Linked DNA regions of Mus musculus: region 2 is linked to region 1. The links are chromatin contacts, called in public HiChIP or PLAC-seq maps. All regions are on one chromosome and are shown on one strand. Each heading gives the region's core, a stretch centred on a gene start, on an enhancer-like site or on the middle of the called end of the contact. The rest is flanking DNA. Distances are from core to core; before and after follow the strand shown. Region 1 overlaps Best3 (bestrophin 3). Region 2 has its middle 3.2 kb from the start of 4930423D24Rik.

Evidence for each region. HiChIP or PLAC-seq counts read pairs in DNA pulled down with a chosen protein or histone mark.
Region 2: an H3K27ac HiChIP or PLAC-seq map of extraembryonic endoderm stem cells shows a contact between it and region 1. The contact joins two enhancer-like sites. A contact is called at or near these places in 1 of 484 Hi-C or Micro-C datasets (embryonic stem cells), 4 of 115 datasets of contacts at active chromatin or transcription factors (embryonic stem cells, extraembryonic endoderm stem cells and pancreatic cancer cells) and 1 of 9 other capture datasets (embryonic stem cells).

What each region holds. Positions count from the first base shown.
Region 1 is chr10:117,020,982-117,026,403 of GRCm38.p6, forward strand. Best3 (bestrophin 3) reads left to right here. Exons shown (of 10, transcript NM_001007583.1): 10 at 2,956-4,059. The coding sequence ends at 3,865. Among named protein-coding and RNA genes, the nearest start is that of Gm10747, 19 kb to the right of the region's middle. Within about 2 kb of position 2,865, at least 45 of the 459 cell types and tissues checked have an H3K27ac peak or open chromatin away from gene starts, as enhancers often do. A contact at or near this core is called in extraembryonic endoderm stem cells and pancreatic cancer cells, where this site is marked.
Region 2 is chr10:117,171,738-117,177,159 of GRCm38.p6, forward strand. No RefSeq gene overlaps it. Among named protein-coding and RNA genes, the nearest start is that of 4930423D24Rik, 3.2 kb to the right of the region's middle. Within about 2 kb of position 3,079, at least 60 of the 459 cell types and tissues checked have an H3K27ac peak or open chromatin away from gene starts, as enhancers often do. A contact at or near this core is called in extraembryonic endoderm stem cells and pancreatic cancer cells, where this site is marked.

The DNA of each region.
Region 1 (5,422 bases), core at 1,615-4,114:
GACAGAGTAGCTTGGATGTCCTCAAGGGGAAACAAACCAAATGAATTGTCAATGTCCCAAGAAGAAAGAATATGTCTGTCCCATAAAGCCTGTGCCAGCAAGACCTCACGTTCTCGGAGCACCTCCAGTTTGGCAGTCATAGTGTGCGGCTGTGTCTGCCACTCCTCTGCAAACTCCCCAGCTAAGTAGATTGCTGTAAAGCGTGACTAATGAGGTCCTGTGAGCTGACCTAATGAAACCCAACCAGCAGGGTCACCAGGGCCACCAAAGCGTGAGTCTGCATCTCCCTAGGCCGTGTAACCGGATCCGCACTGGCTCTGGAGGGAGGGCCAGGAGACTATCCAGTAGCCAAGGGCACTGTCGGGGCTTCAGAATAACAGCCCGCAGTTGTAATCGAGCCCCATCCCAGGACATTTAGCTGAGCGATCATCTCATCCATCTTTTATTCATAACCGCAGGAGCGCGTCGCCTTTGGCAGTCCTCTCTGCGCTCTCACCTGCATCCCCACCAGCCTTTTCCTTCGTGTCACAGAAGACACACCTGGCACAAGGCATCTTGTCGCTGTGGGTATGGTCACCGGCCCTGGACTGGGACAGCATGGCTGCTGCTCCCTGAGCCAGCAGGAACCACTGGTACCTCGGTGCAAATGTTCAAGTTGTTCTTCAAACCCCAGCAAGGCTGAAGCTGACAGAGATGTGGGGCAACCCTCTGAGGCAAGAGTAGACCTCACTGCCAAAGGGCTTCCTTGCCTCATTTAATTATTTTATTTAATCCTTGAAGGGGATTGAAAAGAGTAAACATGGCATCTTGCATCTAAATGCCAGCATTTCCACAGGGAGTTCTTAAGTTCCATCAAACCTACCCAGGGACCCCAGCCACACAGAAAACCCACCTCACCTCCACGCATCCTATCCACGACTTTCTGACTCCTCCTCACCAAGCCCTGAGTGAGTAGCTGAAGTGTCAAGCTCTCTCCAGACATTATCTCAGCTCCTTCTGAGAGCTGCATCTCACTTGTTATACAGTCCTGGGCTCTAGCATCTTTTGATGCCTGGGTGGCAGGCTTTATATCAAAGTGGAAAGAAGCAAAAGTGTTGGAGTAAGGCTTCCACTTTAGCCTCAGTAACTCCTTAGGCGCCATGATCCTCCTGGACCTCACTCACGGGGCTTTAAAGTGTTTTAACCATAGCAACATGGACTGTGATCATCATCACTGATAGCTAAGTGAGCATTAGCGGTCGTTTGCATTCCTGATCTCTTGTTTAATTTATCTGGGGGCAGGGCACACGTGTGGCACATAGGCAGTATGAAGGTCACAAGACAACCCTGTAAGGTCCTTTCCCTTGGGTTCTTGGCATCAAGCTCAGGTTACCAGGTTTACACGGCAAGCACTATGCGCTGAGCCATCCCACCAGTCTGTGAAGCCTCTGGAGTTTAGCTATGATCCATTATTTTTTTTTTTTTTTATAAAGTGGGGTGAATGATGGGTCCCGGGGAAGTCTGTCTTTATTTCAACTCTAATAAAAAGAGGAAAAATGCACTTTTTGTACAGTGTATACTAACGTTCAAGTTGCTAGGTCAGTAATTTTCAAAGTGCAGTCTGGAAACCCTCGGAGGTCACCGAGACTCCGGAAGGTCGTCCATGTGGGTAGAACTATCTCATCCTAACACGGTGGTGCTGTCCCTTCATGCCATGCCTTTATTAGTACATGAAAAGTCCCTTCATGCCGTGCCTTTATTAGTACATGAAAAGCCCCTCTGGTCTCCGCCGCTGGTTTCAGTTATACAGAGTCAACCACAGCCCAAAGGTGTTAAGTAGGAGGTGTCAGAAACAACTCATGGATCATAAATTGCATCCCACTCTGGCAGTGCGAGGGTATGTGGGGCTCTGACAGCACCCCATCTGGCTGTGAACCAACCCCTCTGTCCCTTGTATCTGTAGTGCGAGCCCTACCTGGCCCTAACTTCCTACCCAGCTCAGTTATCAGAGCGACAGAGGTACCAGCATGGAAGTGCTTGTGTCAGAAAGATACCTTAATTTATTTTTTCTGCTTTATAATAGGTCCACAAGAGTAACAGCACTGATAGTTTTGGGCTCTGTCTAAGAGAGGTTGTGAGATGTGTCCCTTACATGAAAAGTGAAAGTTCTTGATGAATGAAAAATATGTGCCGTTTGTTAATATGGACAAGAACAAATCTACCCATGATATCGTTAAGAATGGGAAGAGAACCCATGATAGTTTTACTGTCATGCGCGACGCTGCCAACATTACAGAAGGATAGACAAGATGGCTCGGCTGTAAATATAGACTTGCCACAGAAGCCTGATAACCTGGGTTGGATCCCTGGAACACACTCGGGAGGGAAAGAATTGACTCCAAAAAGCTGCCCTCTACAATCACGCCATGACACATGTGTGCCCACACTCACACACATACAGCATACACAGAGACACATAGTAATAACATTTTTTAACTTAAAAGTTATTTAGCCACATAGACAAGGATGCTAGCGCATACCTGTAGTCCCAAAACTTGGCAAGTGGAGGATATCAGGATTAGAAGTTCAAATGATCCTAGGCAGTATAGTCTGGGACACGAGACTCTTGTCTTTAAATAAGTAAGTGATAGCCACGAGTGGTGCACGTTTAGCTAAGATAGGAAAGGCATTCCCATCCTGCTGGGAATCCACTGGGGATCTTGGAATGTAGCTCTCAGAGATAAGAGGAGACGTCTGTCTATTCAGTGGAATTTTCTAGAGGCAACTAGATATGTGATGATGTCATCACTTCATTCCTAATGGACCGTGCGCTCATAACATTCTTTCCCTCTACGTCTCCTCCGTTATCATTTTGAATGTGTAAGTGGCAGTCGCTGTGACTCACCTCTTAACTTTGTGACCAACCCCACGGTTCGTCCTGCAGCTACTCTGTCTTCTGTCATGTGCTCCCTTCAGGCTGTCCGGGTCCAACTTCCCCGCAGAGGACTGGCTGTGGAACTACGAGAAACACGGAAACCGGCACTCAGTGATGAGGAGGGTCAAGCGCTTCCTGAGTACCCACGAGCATCCTGGCAGCCCCAGGAGGAGGAGGAGCTTCGGCAGGCAGGCCAGCGACAGCTCCATGTTCTTACCCCCAAGCCCAGCTCGGGATCTGCTGGATGTGCCGTCCAGGAACCCCCACCGAGGCTCGCCCACACGGAAGCAATCCCGCTCCCAAGAGGGCAGCCCCAAGCTGCACTCCAGCATGGGAGAACTGTCCACCATCAGGGAGACCAGCCGTACCAGCACGCTGCAGAGCCTGAGCCCGCAGTCCAGCGTGAGGTCCTCCCCTACCAAAATGCCCCAGGTCCCTGAGGTCCTAATCACCGCCGCTGAAGCACCAGCGTTCTCAGCAGACAGCCATCAGCATGACTCCACTACCTCCATCTTGAGCCTCGAGTTCACCGGGGTGCAGCCGAGCGGGACTGAGCAGCAGGTAGAGCCTTCAGGGACCCCACCTGGAGACCCCAATCCCCAGACTACTTCAGCCAGTACTGAAAGAGACTTGTTCAAGTTCGAGGAAGATCTAGAGGATGACAGATTTCCCAAAAGGTGGAGCCTGCCAGAGTTTCTGGAGTCCAGGCACACCTCGCTGGGAAACTTAGGTCCAGATCCTGTGAGTCCCCGGGATGCTCTTCTTTTACCTGACACAGAAACACCCTCAGAGACCAACGGAATCCATCCTGGGGCTGGCTCTGCCCTCGCCCCCGACATCCTGTACTTAATGGAAAGTTTGGATAAGGAAACAGACATCTTGGAGTTTAACAACGAGCACACTGGAGAATCCCCGAAGGGAACACCACAGCGCCCCAGGACCTGGTTCTAACCCAGCTCCCTACTTTACATAAAGCTGTCTGCACCAGTCCCGGAATCGGCCCCCAGGAACTGGCCAGCATTTGGAGAAATGATCCTACTATACAAGCTACTTAGAACTCTGAAGGGCGTTATGATCAAACACATCCACATTGTCTAGCACACAGGGGCTTTCATGGAAGTTTTACAGCCCAAATTGATTACCGTAACCAAATAAGGGATATCATATAAATGCATATGGCTTATACACTTACACTTGATTAGCTTTGGGAAGAGCCAAAACAGATCATAGTCCAATACTATAGAAACAAAGGCCCAGACACAAAGTGTCTTGTTCCTTTCCTGGCTCCTTCCCCTACCTCTCTTTTCCTTTAGCTACAGAGACAAGAAGAGTCAGACCATGCCATGCCCAGAGATCCTTTTCTGCTTAGAGTTGTTCCACTGACTTCCTGACCATCTCACACCTACCTTCTATAACATTGCTACCATCTTTCCTTAATCCTTAAACTCCCTCAGCTCCAGAAAGTTCCACTTCTCTTCAAGAACTATCTCATTGTCGGATCTTCGTTTCTCTCTCTCCCTTTTACTCTTCCATTTTTCCTCTTCCTTTCTCCCTGTCTAGCTCCTCCCATGACTCTAATCTGTCCCTCTTTCCAACTCTGTCACCTGCTCAAACTATAAGACACTAGTACAGGAATCTAACACACCTAGCCTCCCATGCTTCTAGGCTTGCCAGAGAGGTGAGTGTGGGTTGATGGTACCCACCATCATCTCAAACCCTCTGCTCCTCCTGCTCCTCCTCCTGCTCCTCCCCCTCCTCCTGCTCCTCCTCCTGCTCCTCCTCCTGCTCCTGCTCCTCCTCCTCCTCCTGCCCCTCCTCCTGCTCCTCCTCCTGCTCCTCCTCCTGCTCCTCCTCCTGTTCCTCCTCCTGTTCCTCCTCCTGTTCCTCCTCCTGTTCCTCCTCCTCCTCCTGCTCCTCCTCCTGCTCCTGCTCCTCCTCCTCCTCCTGCCCCTCCTCCTGCTCCTCCTCCTGCTCCTCCTCCTGTTCCTGCTCCTCCTCCTGTTCCTCCTCCTCCTCCTGCTCCTCCTCCTGCTCCTTCTCCTGTTCCTCCTCCTGCTCCTCCTCCTCTTCCTCCTGCTCCTCCTCCTGCTCCTCCTCTTCCTCTTGCTCCTCCTCCTGCTCCTCCTCCTCTTCCTCCTGCTCCTCCTCCTGTTCCTCCTCCTGTTCCTCCTCCTCCTCCTGCTCCTCCTCCTGCTCCTCCTCCTCCTCCTGCCCCTCCTCCTGCTCCTCCTCCTGCTCCTCCTCCTGTTCCTCCTCCTCCTCCTGCTCCTCCTCCTGCTCCTCCTCCTGTTCCTCCTCCTGTTCCTCCTCCTGTTCCTCCTCCTCCTCCTGCTCCTGCTCCTCCTCCTCCTCCTGCTCTTCCTCCCGTTCCTGCTCCTTCCTCTTGGACACGAAAGAACAACAAAGCTAAGGGATATGAAAACTGCATAGCTGAGTGCTGCACCACCGAAGGGTGACATGGTTTGGATCTGCTGAACACAGTCCTAACCAAAACCATCCCAGCTGTGT
Region 2 (5,422 bases), core at 1,829-4,328, 150 kb after region 1:
GGTCACTGCAAGTGAAGCGCTAGCCCTCACCAATGGAATGTCAAGCTTTGCTTTGTCCTTAATCTGAATTCTTCTGCATTTTTGGAGAAACTTTTTCTAGACAAGAAAAACAAGAGCTACTCAAAAACTACCCAAAGAATGCTATGCACCTTCAGGTGGGGTGTAGATAACGGGTTGTCTTTTAACTCCCTTTAATCACACGTTCCCGCCTCTATCTCCATCTATCGCCTAGTTCAAGCCGCCCCTTATCTTAATCCTTATCTTCACCCAGGTTATTGTGAAAGCCATTGAGTTTGCTCCTGTTTGTACCTCCCAGTGGGCTTTTTAAAAAGTAATGATGTTGTACCTTGCCTTTGCTCAAACTTTCCTTTCTTCAAATAGCTCCCATTCCACCAAGAAGGAAAAAGCTGTCATTGTATCAAGAAGGAAAAAGTCATTGTAGCAGCCTCCTCGCCAGCACCAGCATTCCTTTCACTAGGCACCCACAGCTGCACAGCTCACAGTAACTGTGAATCCCAGCTGTGGCCACTCCCAGCTTTTCCTGCTCCCCTTAGGCCACAGTGACATCTTCCGCGTTCCTTACACATTCATTTGTGCTGTCACTTCAAGGTCTTTGTGTGTGTTAGTTTTGTGTTTCCTGGACTTCAGATCTTTGTTGATATCATTGTTTTATTTATAGATTTATTTATTTATTTATCATTTATTTATTTATTTTGGTTAGTTAGCTGGTTGGCTTTTAGAGACAGGATTTCTCTCTGTGGCCCTGGCTTTCCTGGAACACACTCTGAAAATCAGGCTGGCCTCGAACTCAAAGAGATCCACATACCACTGCCTCCCGAATGCTGTAGCTATCATAACCCAGCTGGTGTTTGCCTGTTTTCTTTCTTTTTCTTCCTTCCTTCCTTCCTTCCTTCCTTCCTTCCTTCCTTCCTTCCTTCCTTCCTTCCTTCCTTCCTCTCTCTCTCTCTCTCTCTCTCTCTCTCTCTCTCTCTCTCCCTCTCTCTCTCTTCCTTTCTTTCTTCCTTCCTTCCTTCCTTCGTTCTTTTCCTTTCTTTCTTTTTCTTGAGCCCAGGTCACTCAACAATATACAACTTTGAATTCCTGATCCACCATCCACCTGTCACCACACCTGTCCCCTAAGGTGTCTTCCACCACATATCTCTAGGACTTGCTGCTTTCTAACCTTAAGAATTTTACTCACTGTCTTCTCGACAGTGAGACCTTCCAGGCCACCATCTTAAATTACTCCAGACCCACCATCCCTCACCCCTACTTCCTGCTCTATGGCATTCATTACAGAGAACCTAAAATTTAGTACATAATAAATTCTGCTTATTGTTTCCATGCCTATACTAGAATGTAAAATGCTTCACGAATTTCAAGTGGTTATTTTTTGTTGTTGTTGTTCATTATTTTCTTCATTGTGGTATCTTCTGAGAATAGTAAATGTTCAAAAAAACTGTCAAAAATATCAATATAATTAACCAAGTATAATGTCCAGAATATATAAAGTACTACTTGATATCAAAAGCAAATATAAGGGCTAGGGTGTAGCTCAGTGGTAGAATGTTTGCTTAGGATACACCAAGCCCTGGGTTTGCTCTCCAGCTCAGGGAAGAGGGGTGGCCAAAGTAGCAAATGAGGGACTACCCAGTGCTATGAATTTATAGGCAAAATGTGTACTCGATAGCACTAAAAAAAGGATTCTCCTCACTAGTGATGAGGCTTCATGGGAGAATACAACAATATTTTTTAATGTGTGAAGAAATGAACTGGCAATCATAGTCTAATTAGTTTGAATGTGCATATATTTTATATGAAAAAAAAACATTACCTTAAACACTCTTCTTTTAGAAATAAAATTTTTTTTATGTGTATGGGTGTTTGGAGTACATGTATGTCTGTGCACCCGATGTCTGGTGCTCTCAGAGGCCAGAGGAGTGTGTCAAATTCCCTGGAACCACAGTTACAGATTACTGTGGGCTAAGTCACTGGGTGGGTGCTGGGAGTCGGGCGTGGATTCTCCAGCACACTGAGCCCCGGAGCTGTTTCTCCAGCCCCAATGTTACCTACTCTCTATGCATCAGCCAAGTTCATCCCACAGGAACTCGCCTGAGCTGGCTCCAATATCCTTACTTCTTAGATGAAACTCGAGTTTAGGGGGGTGGACACATTTTGATATGTTCATTCACCACAGAGGTTCTAGAGCCGGCACACACAGATCCAGACCCCGCCCCCTCAGGAGTCTGTCCTTGAATTCTCTGCGATTCAAACTCTACTACAATGCTATAGGTGGAGCCAGGTCAGCTCCAAGGAGGGAGATAGTATGAGAGGGAAGGAGTGTCACTTCTGATAGGTTAAAACAAAAAACAAAAAACAAAAAACAAAAACCCAAAAACAAACAAACAAAAAACCCAAAGGCACAGAAAGCAATGATTTTCATAAGGAGGAAAGCTGTGACGTTTCTGAGTAAGGTAAGCACTTTCTAGACGATCCCCAAAGATCTCCTTCCGGGTACTGTGGACTGGATTGAGAGACTTGTTTCTGAGCAACAAAGAATACAATGAAACCTGCAGAGGCATTCTGATTCCTGCCATGAAATTCTAGAAGTCTTCATTATACGGGGGGGGGGGGGGGGGGGGGGGGATGGTTAGAACCCCAGATCTTCTCCCTAGCCTTGCCCCTTCTGTGGAGAATTTGGAGATTGCCTAGGCAGACACTTCTTGTAACATCCTGGTTATCAGCAACTTCAAAATGAAAACAAATGAACAAACAAAACCAGTACATTCATCAGACTGCTTTGCGTCTAGGCTTTGGAATATAAATTCGGAGTCCACAATTCACTGCGCTTGGGCAGGAGAAGCTACGCGAGGCCCACTATCCTGTTCCTCTCACTGTTGCTTCTGGTAGAGACACATCAAATACAGCGAAGGGCGATTCTGTTCCGGTTCTGGTTCCGGGTCTTAGGTTTGCCGGAACACCCTGTAGTGTAGGTTAGGCAGCTTGATGAACATCAGGACCCGTGTAATGCAGTGTTAGCAGTAACTCAGTCTCAAGATCTAGCCTCGCCTTCCTTTTAAGCCCTCCCAGTGAACTTGGTGACTCATAATTACTTGGATCTAATTTCTTTCTGTCGCCCACAGTGTCTGGAGCATTTTCTGTTTCCTTTAGTGAAGGGGATGATAATGCCATCACTGCATGGGGGATGGGTTGCGGAGAGTGCTGGCTATCTGCAGAGAGCGCGCCTGAAAAACCCCTGGACCCTGAGACAGTTGAAGAATCAGAAAGTCTGAGGATTGATCGATAAGAGCTCTAGCCTTTAATACTAGTGGCCCTGGACACCGGCAGGCAGACTTACTTCACGGAGGAGAGGAGAGTCTGTCTTTGGGTCCACTAGTGTCCTCAGAGAACAGTGTTTGAGGAGAAAGGGGGAAAGTCCTGCACAATAAAAAGCACAGATGAGTTTTTTATCTCTGTTGATTGATTGTGGCCCTGGGAAACAAAACCCTGGCCTTGTGTTTACTGGGTAAGTGTTCTATTCCACCACGGTATTGTCTCATTTTTACATAAAACATACCAATAGCAAACTGGCATTAGAAGAAAGAGTATAATGAGAAACAGGAATGACAGTCCTGCTGCTGGAGAGGTGGCTCAATGGTAAAGAGCATGTACGACCATTTTATTTTTTTTAAATGAGATGCTATGTAGCCCTGGCTGCCTTGGAACTTGCTATGTAGACCAGGCTAACCTTGAACTCACAGAGATCCAAATTCCCTCTGCCTTCTTTTTAGTCCCTTCCGATGACTTTTGGTACGTCGTAATTACTTGAATCTATTTTCTTTCTGTTGCCAAAAATATCTGGAGTCTGACTGCTAGGACTAAAGGCATGTGGTACCATCCCTGACCGAGTGCACGTTACTCTTTTAAAGGTCTAACTTGGATGATCAACACCTGAGTCTGGTGGCTTACAACCACCTGTGACTCCAACTCCAGGGCACCTGACTCCTCTCTTGTAGCTCCCGCAGGTATCTGCACTCATGTGCACATACCCCTTCCACACACGTATTATTTGACAAAAAATATTTTAGGGTAGAAATACTACTGGAAAATAGTCAATAAAATCTTGCCTGTCAGCATCGGGGGCCCAAGCTCAGTCTCTAGGACCTAAATAAAAATGCCAGGTGTGGTGGCACATGCTTACCATACGTGTGGTGGGAGGCAGAGGCAGGAGAATTCCCTGGAATTCACTCACCAGCCAGTGTAGCCTGGTGGTTGAGCTCTAAGACAATGAAAGCCCGTGTGTTAAATGGCAATGGACTAAATAAATAAGTGTAAAACAAAGATTTTTAAAGATGTATTTCTGATCTTGAGTTCTGTAGAAGCTACCAATTATGCAGAAGGGTAGAAATAAAAACACTACAGGCCAGGAGGTGGTGACTCACATCTTTAATCCCAACAGGCAGATCTCTGTGAGTTCGAGGCCAGCCTAATCTACAGAGTGAGTTCCGGGGCTACACAAAGAAACCCTACCTTGAAAACAAAAATAAATAAATAAATAAAATACAATAAAAAAGTAAAAGCTAGGAGATATTTTAGATCTTATGAAGAACGATGTTAATTAGAAGAGACCATTGCTGAAGGGGACAAACTGACATTACTTACGCAAACAACGTTGGGAAAATGTGATTGCTATTTTTTTATTATTATTTATTTTGCTTTAAGATAGACTTGGGGAAATAATTGTCACTTATCCCATTAAAAAAATAAATAAAAAGGGGTGGGGGGCTGGAGAGATGGCTTAGAGGACATGAGTTCAATTCCCAGCAACTACTCGGTGGCTCATAACCATCTATAATGAGATCTGGTGCCCTCTTCTGGCCTGCAGACAGAACATACATGCAGGCAGAACACTCTACATAATAAATAAATCTTTAAAAATAAGCCGGGCATGGTGGTGCTCGCCTTTAATCCCAGCACTCGGGAGGCAGAGGCAGGTGGATTTCTGAGTTCGAGGCCGGCCTAGTCTACAGTCTGAGTTCCAGGACAGCCAGGGCTATACAGAGAAACCCTGTCTCAAAAAGACCAATAAATAAATAAATAAATAAATAGGGCTGGAGAGATGGCTCAGTGGTTAAGAGCACTGACTGCTCTTCCAGAGGACCTGAGTTTAATTCTCAGCAACAACACGGTGGCTCACAACCATCCGTAATGAGATCAATGAGCCCTCTTTTGGGCTTCTTGGGGTGTCTGAAGATAGCTACAGTGTACTTACCTATAATAATAAATAAATCTGAAAGAGAGAAAGAAAGAAAGAAAGAAAGAAAGAGAGAGAGAGAGAGAGAGAGAGAAAGAAAGAAAGAAAGAAAGAAAGAAAGAAAGAAAGGAAGGAAGAAAGTGATGTGAAGGGAGTGTAGTGTGATGA